Regions from separate parts of the Rattus norvegicus genome. Here region 2 is linked to region 1. The links are chromatin contacts, called in public Hi-C maps. All regions are on one chromosome and are shown on one strand. The core of a region is the stretch at or near the end of the contact, and the rest is flanking DNA. Distances in the headings are between cores, read along the strand shown. Region 1 overlaps Clic5 (chloride intracellular channel 5). Region 2 holds the start of Clic5 (chloride intracellular channel 5).

Region 1 (4,510 bases), core at 38-2,537:
ATGAGTGCCGTTTTGTGTTTGTCTCTGTCTCTCTCACTCCCTCTCTGTCTCTTTCTGTCTTGTCTTCTTTCCCTCCTCCCCTCTCTGTGTGCATGCCTTAATGTGCATGAGGAAGTCAGAGGAGATCTTCTGTTGACTTTCCTCAGGTACCTGTTGTCTTTCTGTGTTTTGTTTGTTTGCTCACTTGGTTTTGTTTTCTTGTCTTCTAATTTTTTAAACAGGCTGTCTCACTAGCTTAGACATGTTGAGTAAGCTAGGCTAGCTAGCCAGCGAGCTCCAGATATTGATCTGTGTGAGACTCCACAGCATTGGAATTCCAAGAGCATGCCACCACACCCAGCCCTTTTAAATGTGAATTGTGAGACTTGAACTCTTGTCCTCTGGTTCGCTGGGCAAGCATTTACCAACGGAGCTATTTCCCCAGCCCCTTCTAAATTTTTATGATGACTACTTCCAGCTTTTATTCTGAGACATCAGGTAGAGAACTTATGAGGACTGTTGGTGACACACTCCCTTCTCAATGCTTCACAGACAACAACTCCAGCAAATGAACCTGTGCAGAGGGCATCGGAGAGTTTGACTAAGGCATTACTCATGTATCCCTTGTTTCAGAGGCAAGGAAGTGCAAGGCCAGGCTGAAGCAACAACTTGTTTAAGGGTTCATTTATCTTGCAGCACAAGCAGGGCCAGCATGTACCCATCAGCAGGCAGGAGCGTGTGTCTCATAACTTCCGGGAGCTTTAAAAAATACTGGTGGGTCTTGGAAAAGTTCCCTACTGACTCCCTTCCGCTTAGGGTGTGTCTTCCTGGGTGATTGTATGTGCCACATGATTCTTGGTGTAAGTTTATTTATTAATTTTTTTAATGGGAATACAATGATGAGGACATTTCCTGCTTTAGTCTGCCACTTGGAAAAGGTTCTTCTTTAGCCGAGGCAGCAACAAAAAGCAGACTCCTGGTCAATTACAGTTCAGCCCGATTTTTTTTTTCAAGGTAAAATAGCAAAATTAAACCGGTTCTCCTTGAGCTAATTCCTGGTTCTGCCTCAGTGTCTAGAAATGAATGATTGTTTTATAAAAGCCCCCTTCTAAAGCAGAAGATGTGATAGCTTAAAACAAGTCCTCTGGTTTCTGTGTTGTTGTTGTTGTGGTGGTTGTGCTGAGGACCGAGCCAAGGGCCATATGTGCTGGGGACATGCTGTGCCCTTGAGCTACAGTCCTCAGCCTTCCCCCGGTGGGGCACGAGTGCATGCGTTCCTGTGTGCGTGTGTGTAGGCTGACATCAGTGTTGAGTAGCTCTCACTTCATTTATCGAGGCAGGCTCCGTAACCGAATCTGGAGCTCATGCATTCCGGCGAGTCTAGCCAGCCAGCTTGTCCCAGGGAGCCCCTGTCTCTGCTTCTTGAGTGCTGGAGTAATTCACAGGTGGCTAGCGTATGTACGAGGCTTCTATGTGGGCTCCGGTGACCTGAATGCTAGTTCTCACTTTAGTGTGTAAAGCAGTTTATCCACCGAGCCATCCCCTCAGACCCTACCTTATACCTCTATTCCTGTCTGGGGCATTTGTTTTAAAGGTTTTCTTTTGAGAGCCTCACTGTTCAGTTGAGGTTGGATTTAGCCTTCTGGGAGGCTGGGATTACAGGAGTGCGTGGCCGTGCACACCTCTGCAACCCAGTTCTTTACAGTAAGGTCTTTGGGATCTTAGATGGAATCAGCTGGAGTGGCTCACAAGATGGGGACACTTGCCTGGTAGAAACATTTCTCTATTGTACGGTGTCAGAGAATGACTTTCTCCAGACATGGGGCACTTACCATGCCAGTTAGAGACTGAGAGGAATGGGGAATGTATTATAAAGGTAAGGACCTATGGACACTAATGTATTGAGGACTGTCTCTCTGCCACCTTCCCGTGATGCATCCATCTGTCATTTCCGTAAGTTTTCTCACCTGTGATGGTGAAGACGTCTGTGCAGGGCAGGATGGAGGCAGAAAGGAGGTGACTTGGCTCTGAAACTTCTTTCCTGTTCTCCTGAGACTCAGAATCTGTAGTAGAATCCAGTTTTCTTGTCTTTCATTCACCTGAAAAAAAAAAAGTCACATTCTTCCAGTATCTTTAGCATTTTATTAGTTCAGAAGAGTAAAATGACAGGTAAGCAAAGATTCGTGGGAAACCTTTAAGTATGACTTGCGAAAGATTTTTATCAGAGCTGGAGAAACTCAAGTCAGTGTGGCTACCATATTCAATGCCAAGCCCTTCGTTTGCTGGTGGTATTTCTGGTTATCCCTCTGTGAAAATATGGCTGCTTGATGGTCATCCTGGAAACTAACAGAGAGCTGTGACGGGACCCAGATTTCCAGCTGCTAGGCACAGCTCTCTTCTGGTTAGTTTATCCATAGGCCTGTATACTCAATTTTCTTCAGCAAGGACTTAAAATTTGGCTTCCTCTAATATGAAAGGTTCCCACAAAGTCCTGTTGTTGGTGCTATTGACTATCCAGAATACTAAGAGCCTTCAATGACATGCATCAAACTAGGACTTGGACCAGGGGGGATCCGGATAGCCTGGTGTGTGTTGACACCGAGGACCAGTTTGCTAACACACCCTGGTTGTACCGTGATGGACAAGACATGCCATTTTCTTGAGGAACTGGAACATAGTGCAGACAAGAGGTAAGGTTGAGCACAGAGAACTGATGATGGAGCAGGGCTTGAGTGGGAACGTGGAAGAGCACTAAGGGAGGTTTGTGGATAGTCAGGTCCTGGGTATGGACCTTGAAGAGTAAGCTACCCCTAAATAGTGGCAGGAAAGGTTGACACTGGGAAGAAGCAACAACGTGAACACAGGCCTCAAACTTCATCCTACAGCGTATGAATGTCAAGAACCATAAGCAGATGATCACGTGAGAACCAGAGAATTCTCTAGTGCTCTCTCTTCCTCTGGTCTGAGGACCCTACTCCAGATGCAAGCCAAGCCACAGAGAATTGACTGCCACCTTCTGTGCCTTATGTCTGATGGAGTTCCTCTTCATATCATCATGGGCCTCTAACTCCTTTTAATACCCCTGGCCAACCCGTCTTTATTCTTCCCCTGTGCCCACTCTCAGTACCATCTCAAGAGCATTCCCAGTTATGTATAAACTGTGGGTGGGAGGTAACATTTGTTCTTCATGGGTTACTGTAACTCAATGCACGCAAGATGAGCCCAAATAAACTCCTGCTTCTCTAAGTGGCCTCGGTCATGGTGTTTCATCAGAACCACAGAAAAGTAACTAAACAGGGAGCAAAGAAGAACAGCACAGAAGTGGAGTAGGAGGCAGGAGAGAGCAAAACTCGAAGGAGCAGCCACGTGAGAAAGCAGGAAGCAAGAAGAATCAGAAGCAATGTCTAAGCACTGTGGTGGCTGGTCCAACTGGTCACCCATGTTACTCGGATCCTAGCTCCAGTAGTTACTTTTATTCCTTTGCTCATTGGCTTTTTTCAGTGATATCCCTGCATGGTTTTGCTGAACATCTCCCAGAGAACAGAAGTTGTCTGTCTCTGGCAAGCTCAGAAACTCTGCAAGCAAAAACTGATGGCTAGAGCCAGGCAAATTAAATAAAGTGTCCAAGAGAGGACTTCGGGCAGGGCATTTTTAATTAGAGTGGAAATTTCAAAGGCTGCTAGCATACTTTGTTGACATGTTCTTAAATACTGATTTTGCCCAGATTTTCTCCAGAAAATGCCAGACATAGGGAATCTTTGATAAATCTCATGACTCTGATTTGATCTCAATGACACGAGCTTTTAATATGTTATGTTTGTGAACTTGGGACTGTGATGTACTTAGATAAACTCAACTAAGAGGGTGGATGACAGATTCTGTGGTTTCTCTAAAGTCTGTGAAGACTGTTAAGATTCAGTGTCCAAAGCCAACATTAGGAGCAAGCAGGGCCAACAGGAAGATGGCCATAACCAAAGGACCTTAGCTATCCCAGGAGCTCAAAGGCCAAACTTAGCAGAAGAAACCGTTGCATGTCAAGATGCCTTTATTTGGTATGCAAATTCTGGGAATTAGAGATTCAGTCCATGCTTATAAAGGAAGTAGATTCATGATCAAACCCAGAATTAATTTCAGTAGCATTTTGCAACAGCAAAATAAAACATATGTCAAGAGAGGATAGTGAAACCTCTGACAACGCTCTAATTCCGAGGAAAGCAAGCTCTCTGTTAGGACCCTTATGGTCACAGGAAGCTCAAGTGAGGAGACTTCTTCAAATTAAGCCCACACAGAAAGCAGGTCTAGCTACTTGGACATGTAGTTTTTTTTTTTATCACTTTTTTTGGTTCCTGTGCTTTGGTGTTTTTCTGAGGTGATCCAAGCACTGAGACATATAATCAGGTTTAATGAACAGCATGGAGGACCCTCAAATATTTATGACAGAAGTTCCCGGATGTTGAGAAAACGTAAGACTTCTACTGGATTTCACTGATGAATAGCCAAGAGTCTGACTCTACTTGACTCTTCAACTCCT
Region 2 (5,087 bases), core at 488-2,987, 42 kb before region 1:
AAAAAGACAGTTAGTTGAGTAGTTGCTGAAATATCAGTTTATCTGTGTTCAAATTCTGACTTTTACCATTTCCTGGGTTGAAGACAATAGTCAAGTTTCTTAAGTACTCCATGCCTCAGTTTCTCCACTTTTACAAAATCAGGCCAACACCACCAATGACTAAGACATCTCTGATTGCTTTCTCTCTTGTATATCGACACAAGGTCTTTCATCTGAACCCAGAGTCAGCTTAGTCTCCACCTCCAGAGACCTGGGAGCAGAGCCAGGCCATGGAGCCTGCACTGTAGCTGCTGGGGATCCCACCTCAAGGCTTCTAGCTTGCCTGGCATGCACCTCACACCCTGAGCATCTCCTCAGCTCTGCAACTACTTTAAAAATGAAACAAGAGGTAGGGATGTGTGTGTGTGTGTGTGTGTGTGTGTGTGTGTGTGTGTGTGTGTAAAGCCGTAATAGCTTCCGCCATTACAAGATGGCGCACGATAGCGCGGGACATGTGTGTGTGTGTGTGTGTGTGTGTGTGTGTGTGTGTGTGTGTGTGTTTTGGCGGGGGGCTTCAGAAAACCGTAAGAGATTATATATAGAGAACATTCTCATATTCTGTGATTCAGCAACCCCCCTCTTAAGTACATATCTAAGGGAATCATTTCAGATCTGTGTCCAATGTCATTAGGGTTGAAGGAAACCAGGGTTACTAGCCTCAACCTTAACTCTCACCTTAGACTATTTCAAGTCTGGGTGATGTTTCCCCTGGGCAGGGGGAAAGCAGAAGAAAGAAGAGAGCAAGAACTTCTGGTGGTTTTATTCCTTCATCTAGTGCTGGTAGCAACATTGAACTATACTTGCAGGATTTGAGCATTTCCCCCTCTGTATCATAGGTCACAAAAGAAAGAAAGAAAAGGAAAGAGAAAGAAAGAGAAAGAGAAAGAGAAAGCTGGGTGTGGTAACGGATACCTGTAAGCAACACTTGGGAGGTTAGAGGAAGGAGGATGAGGAATTCCAAATCAGTCTCAGTTACATAGTAACTTCAAGGCTAAAGTCAGCCTGGGCACACGAGGGGTGTGTGTGTGTGTGTCTGTGTGTGTGTGAGAGAGACAGAGAGACAGAGACAGAGACAGACAGAGACAGACAGAGACAGACAGAGACAGACAGAGACAGACAGAGACAGACAGAGACAGAGAGAGGAGGAGGAAGACAAAGGAGAGGAGGAGGAAGTGAGAGGAGGGAGGGAAGGAGGGAGAGAATAAGAAAGCAGAGGGAAATAAAACCAAGCAAGGGAACAGAAAAAGCTGCAGATCTCTGGCTCTGGCACCTGACCCTGTTGGCTCACCCCTCTGCCTCTCCCAGGCTCCTGCCCAGATCCTTTATTGCCAGAGCAAAAATGGCAAGCTCTACGAGAGTCCAGAATCTTTACTTTGCTCCATGCCGTTGTAAGTGCGTGATTTGGGTAGTAGAATAACTTGGGCTAGGTGAGCCTCTTTATTAAAAAACAAAAACTAAAACATTTCAAAAACCTTGAAAATCATCTTCCGTGCCCCACTCTTCCTGTCTCTCATTATGCCCTGCAGGACATACTCTTGGCCTTCGAACACTTACTGCCTTGGCCAGCTCTAAATGAGCGCCAGCACTGAGGGGTCCAGCCCATGCTGAACTCCCACGGTGACCCCCCCCAAGTCCCCGCCCCGACTGACCCCGCCTCGCGGCTGCGGTCTATTTTGGGCGCACCCGCGGCGGGGCGCGGGATCGCTGACAGTCGCGGATCCTGTGACACCTCCCAGCAGCCAGGCACTTGTTGCTCTCGGGACCTGTTGTCAATCCCTTAGCTCGCTCTTCCTTTTAGCCCCCTGCTGGATCTTGGAGTCTGCTCTTTCCGTTTGACACCTGGGACTCCGAGCTCTTCTCTCAGACATAGCTGTCCTTGCTTGGAGAAATTGATGAGAAACTGTTAGTCTTAAAAGAAAAAAAAAATTAAACGCCGTGCAGAAGAGAGGCCCCTCGCTGTGAGCAGGAGCCTGAAGCGCTGCAGAGGTGGCGCCTCTCCGGCCCGGGACCGTGGTCCGGGGCGCCGACGGCATGACGGACTCAGCGACAGCTAATGGGGACGACAGGGACCCCGAGATCGAGCTCTTCGTGAAGGTAGGTCGGCGTTCGTGGGCCTCCTCCCGGGCTGGAGGTGGCAAGATCTCAAGTGTCAGGACGCAGATCCCTCTGGGACTTGAGACCCTCCCTAGGGAGCGCAGTCCGGCACCCTCGTGGTCCTGTCTGTGGCCTTTCTGGAAGGGGATCCCGGGAGAATAGAGTGAGCATCGACCTGGCAGGTGGCTGTCTTGAAGAGTTGACCCACAGTCTACCAAACATTGTAGGACAGGTCGCTGCCCTGCATCCTGAGCTCCGAGGGAAGCGCGCGGATCCTGTGATCCAAGAGAAGGGATGTTGGCTAGGTGGAAGGTTGTCTCCAGATATAGGGACAGGGAATCTGGCTGGACTAGTAAACTTTTCTTCTGTAGCAGAGGGAGGAGAGGAAGGGAGAGGGAGAGGGAGAAGGAGAGGGAGGGGGAGGAGAGAGAGAGAGAGAGAGAGAGAGAGAGAGAGAGAGAGAGAGAGAGAGAGAGAGAGAGAGGAGGGAGATTATCTTTGGCAAAACAAAAATAGCATTTCCTAGTACCCCCCTCTTCTTTTATTCAGAAGCGCTAAAATAAAAGCAAAGGCCACAAAGCTATTTTCTTGTTTTGTGACTTGTAGAGGAGAAAAAAAAAAAAAAAAACGAACACCCAGTTCCCTGCTGTTATTATCACTGTCATTATGACTCTGCAGGGCAGTCTCAGGTAACCAGGGGACCTGTCAGTCAACCCGACCTGGGTTTCTTGCAGAACCAAATTAAGCCCCCCCCCCCCCACCCCTGCTTCTTGGGCAGTAGCAGACACCAGACAGCAACTGTAATTTTGTTTTGCAGGCTGCGGGAGGTTGGAGGTCCGGTCCTCCGCAGGTGTAGGCAGAAACATTTGATCAGCCCCCCCCCCCACCCCCCCACTTGCCGGGACACTGCAGAAGCAGAGACCGGGAAACCTGAGGCGAAGGAAAGCAGCCTCTGGGCTGGGCTGCAGAGTCGCCAGGACTTTGGGGGGAGGGGAGGGCTGTACTGCCTGATTACCTAGAGCTTTCACAAAGGGGAATAAAATCTTCTAGCGCAGTTTTCCAAGAATAGAGTGCAGAGGGCTGAGAGCACACTGGGTCTAAAGGGCATGCCTAAAACCTGGAAGCAGAAAGGTGTTAATTTGCTTAAGCTACCTGTCTCCAAACGAGTTGAATAGACTTCAGCAGAAAGGTTTAGGTTCCTGTAAACCTGAATAACAATCTTTTCTTCTTTGACACCTTTGAAACACACACACACAGACACACACACACACACACACACACACACACACGCACACTCCAATATACATAATGAATTTGAATATATATATATATATTGTTGCAACCTATTTTATGTCTACAAAGTGATGTCGATGTTCTCTAGGCAGCAGTTTTAGGTGTGCTGACTGACCTAGGAAAAGAACAAGGCTCTACTGCCTCTGCCCCCTCCCAGTCTGGGCAGGATGGGGCCATGGAGGGAGGGTGAATGGATACAACATTCACAAAACCTTGCTGCCTTCCTTAAGAGAGCCAGTCTTGGACTTACTCGGATTGCCTGGGAGTAGGAACTGCAAGTGTCAGGTTCCCTGAGAGATATTTCAAACCCAAATTGGTTCTTTGGAGCCAAGGGAGAGAGCCCTTTGCCCTGCACTAAGCATAGAGACCAATTCTACCTGTATCTTTGGAATTTAATGTTGGCAGCATTCGGAGATTTTGTCTATATAAAAACACTTACTCCACAGCGAGTAGCCCCCAAAGAATTCTAGAATGTCTGTGCTGTCACCTACCTGGTTTCTTATTAAAGAAAGGCAGTTAGTAAGAGCCAAGCGGGCCTTTGTGGTTCCCAGACCAGATTGATGGCAGAGGTGTTTTTGATGCCCACCCTCATCTTTGAGCTTCTGGTGACTGTTATGATCACAGGGTACACATAAAAGCTGGGTCAGCGGGGTAGTGGTGGCCTACGACTTCAATCCCAGCACTCCGGTGACAGAGGCCAGCAGATCTCTGAGTTCGAGGCCAGCCTCCAACAGAGCGAGTTCCAAGACAGTGAGCCCTACATGGAGAAACCCTGTCTTAAATAACAAAAACAAACAAACACCTGTGTGTAAAGTGAGGGTGCTTCTCAGAGCCTCCAATGGTGTCATTTTAGGGGGGCAGGATTCTGTCTGGCTTGCAGAATCAAACTTTCCCCAAATCTGCAGTGTCTCCATTCTGGATTCCCACGGAAAGTCTCTGGCATCTGGTGTTGGGTAGCAGAGGTGCTCTCTGAAGGGGAGGGTTGATTGGTCCCCATGAAGAAACTCAGGTAGAGGAGGCCCTACCTGGGGCCATGACATGGGTCATTTTCAACAACCAGTTAAAGACCACCTCTCTCCAGGTCAGCAGGACACTGGGTCTGCCCATCTTAACTACTGTCCTGTGGGTTTAAAAGACTGGTGTTTCCCTGCCATGCACAGTACTCCTCATCCGTGTCTACTTCAGTGATAATAATACTCATGGCAGCGACACAGGACAGCATTCTAGGGCATGCAAAGTGCAGCAAGGACTCAGCTCATTGGAGATTCACATCTTAATTCACGAAGATCATTTCATTCCTATGTAAACTGAAGAAAACAGTTAATTATGACCCACGGGATCTTCTGATACTTGGAGTCACAGGCCCTTGGTGAGCTGAGGTCTGCTCCCTTTCAGTAGCCCAGGGAAACAAAAGGGATTAGTGTCCTGATGTCACTGAGCAAACCTGTGCTCCAAGAGGGTGTGGGAACCGCCCTGAAGTAGGCTGAGGAGAACACTGTTCAGATTCCTGTGGCCCTTCATATGCTAAATGTCTCATCCTTCCCCAAACACTGAGACGCCAGTTCTTGTTCTCTTCTTTTACTGGCATATCACGTAGCCCAGGCTAGCCTTGAACTCCCAAAATGACCTTGATTTCCTAATCTTACCCATCCCTAATGCTA

Evidence for each region. Hi-C and Micro-C count contacts between places; a contact is called where the count stands out from the background.
Region 2: a Hi-C map of psoas muscle shows a contact between it and region 1, with 1.9 times the contacts expected there. The contact joins the promoter of Clic5 here to the enhancer-like site in region 1.

What each region holds. Positions count from the first base shown.
Region 1 is chr9:24,266,093-24,270,602 of GRCr8, reverse strand. All of the region lies in intron 1 of Clic5 (chloride intracellular channel 5), which reads left to right. Among named protein-coding and RNA genes, the nearest start is that of Clic5, 43 kb to the left of the region's middle. Within about 2 kb of position 1,287, at least 27 of the 93 cell types and tissues checked have an H3K27ac peak or open chromatin away from gene starts, as enhancers often do.
Region 2 is chr9:24,307,614-24,312,700 of GRCr8, reverse strand. Clic5 (chloride intracellular channel 5) reads left to right here and starts at 1,737. Exons shown (of 6, transcript NM_053603.4): 1 at 1,737-2,133. The coding sequence starts at 2,071.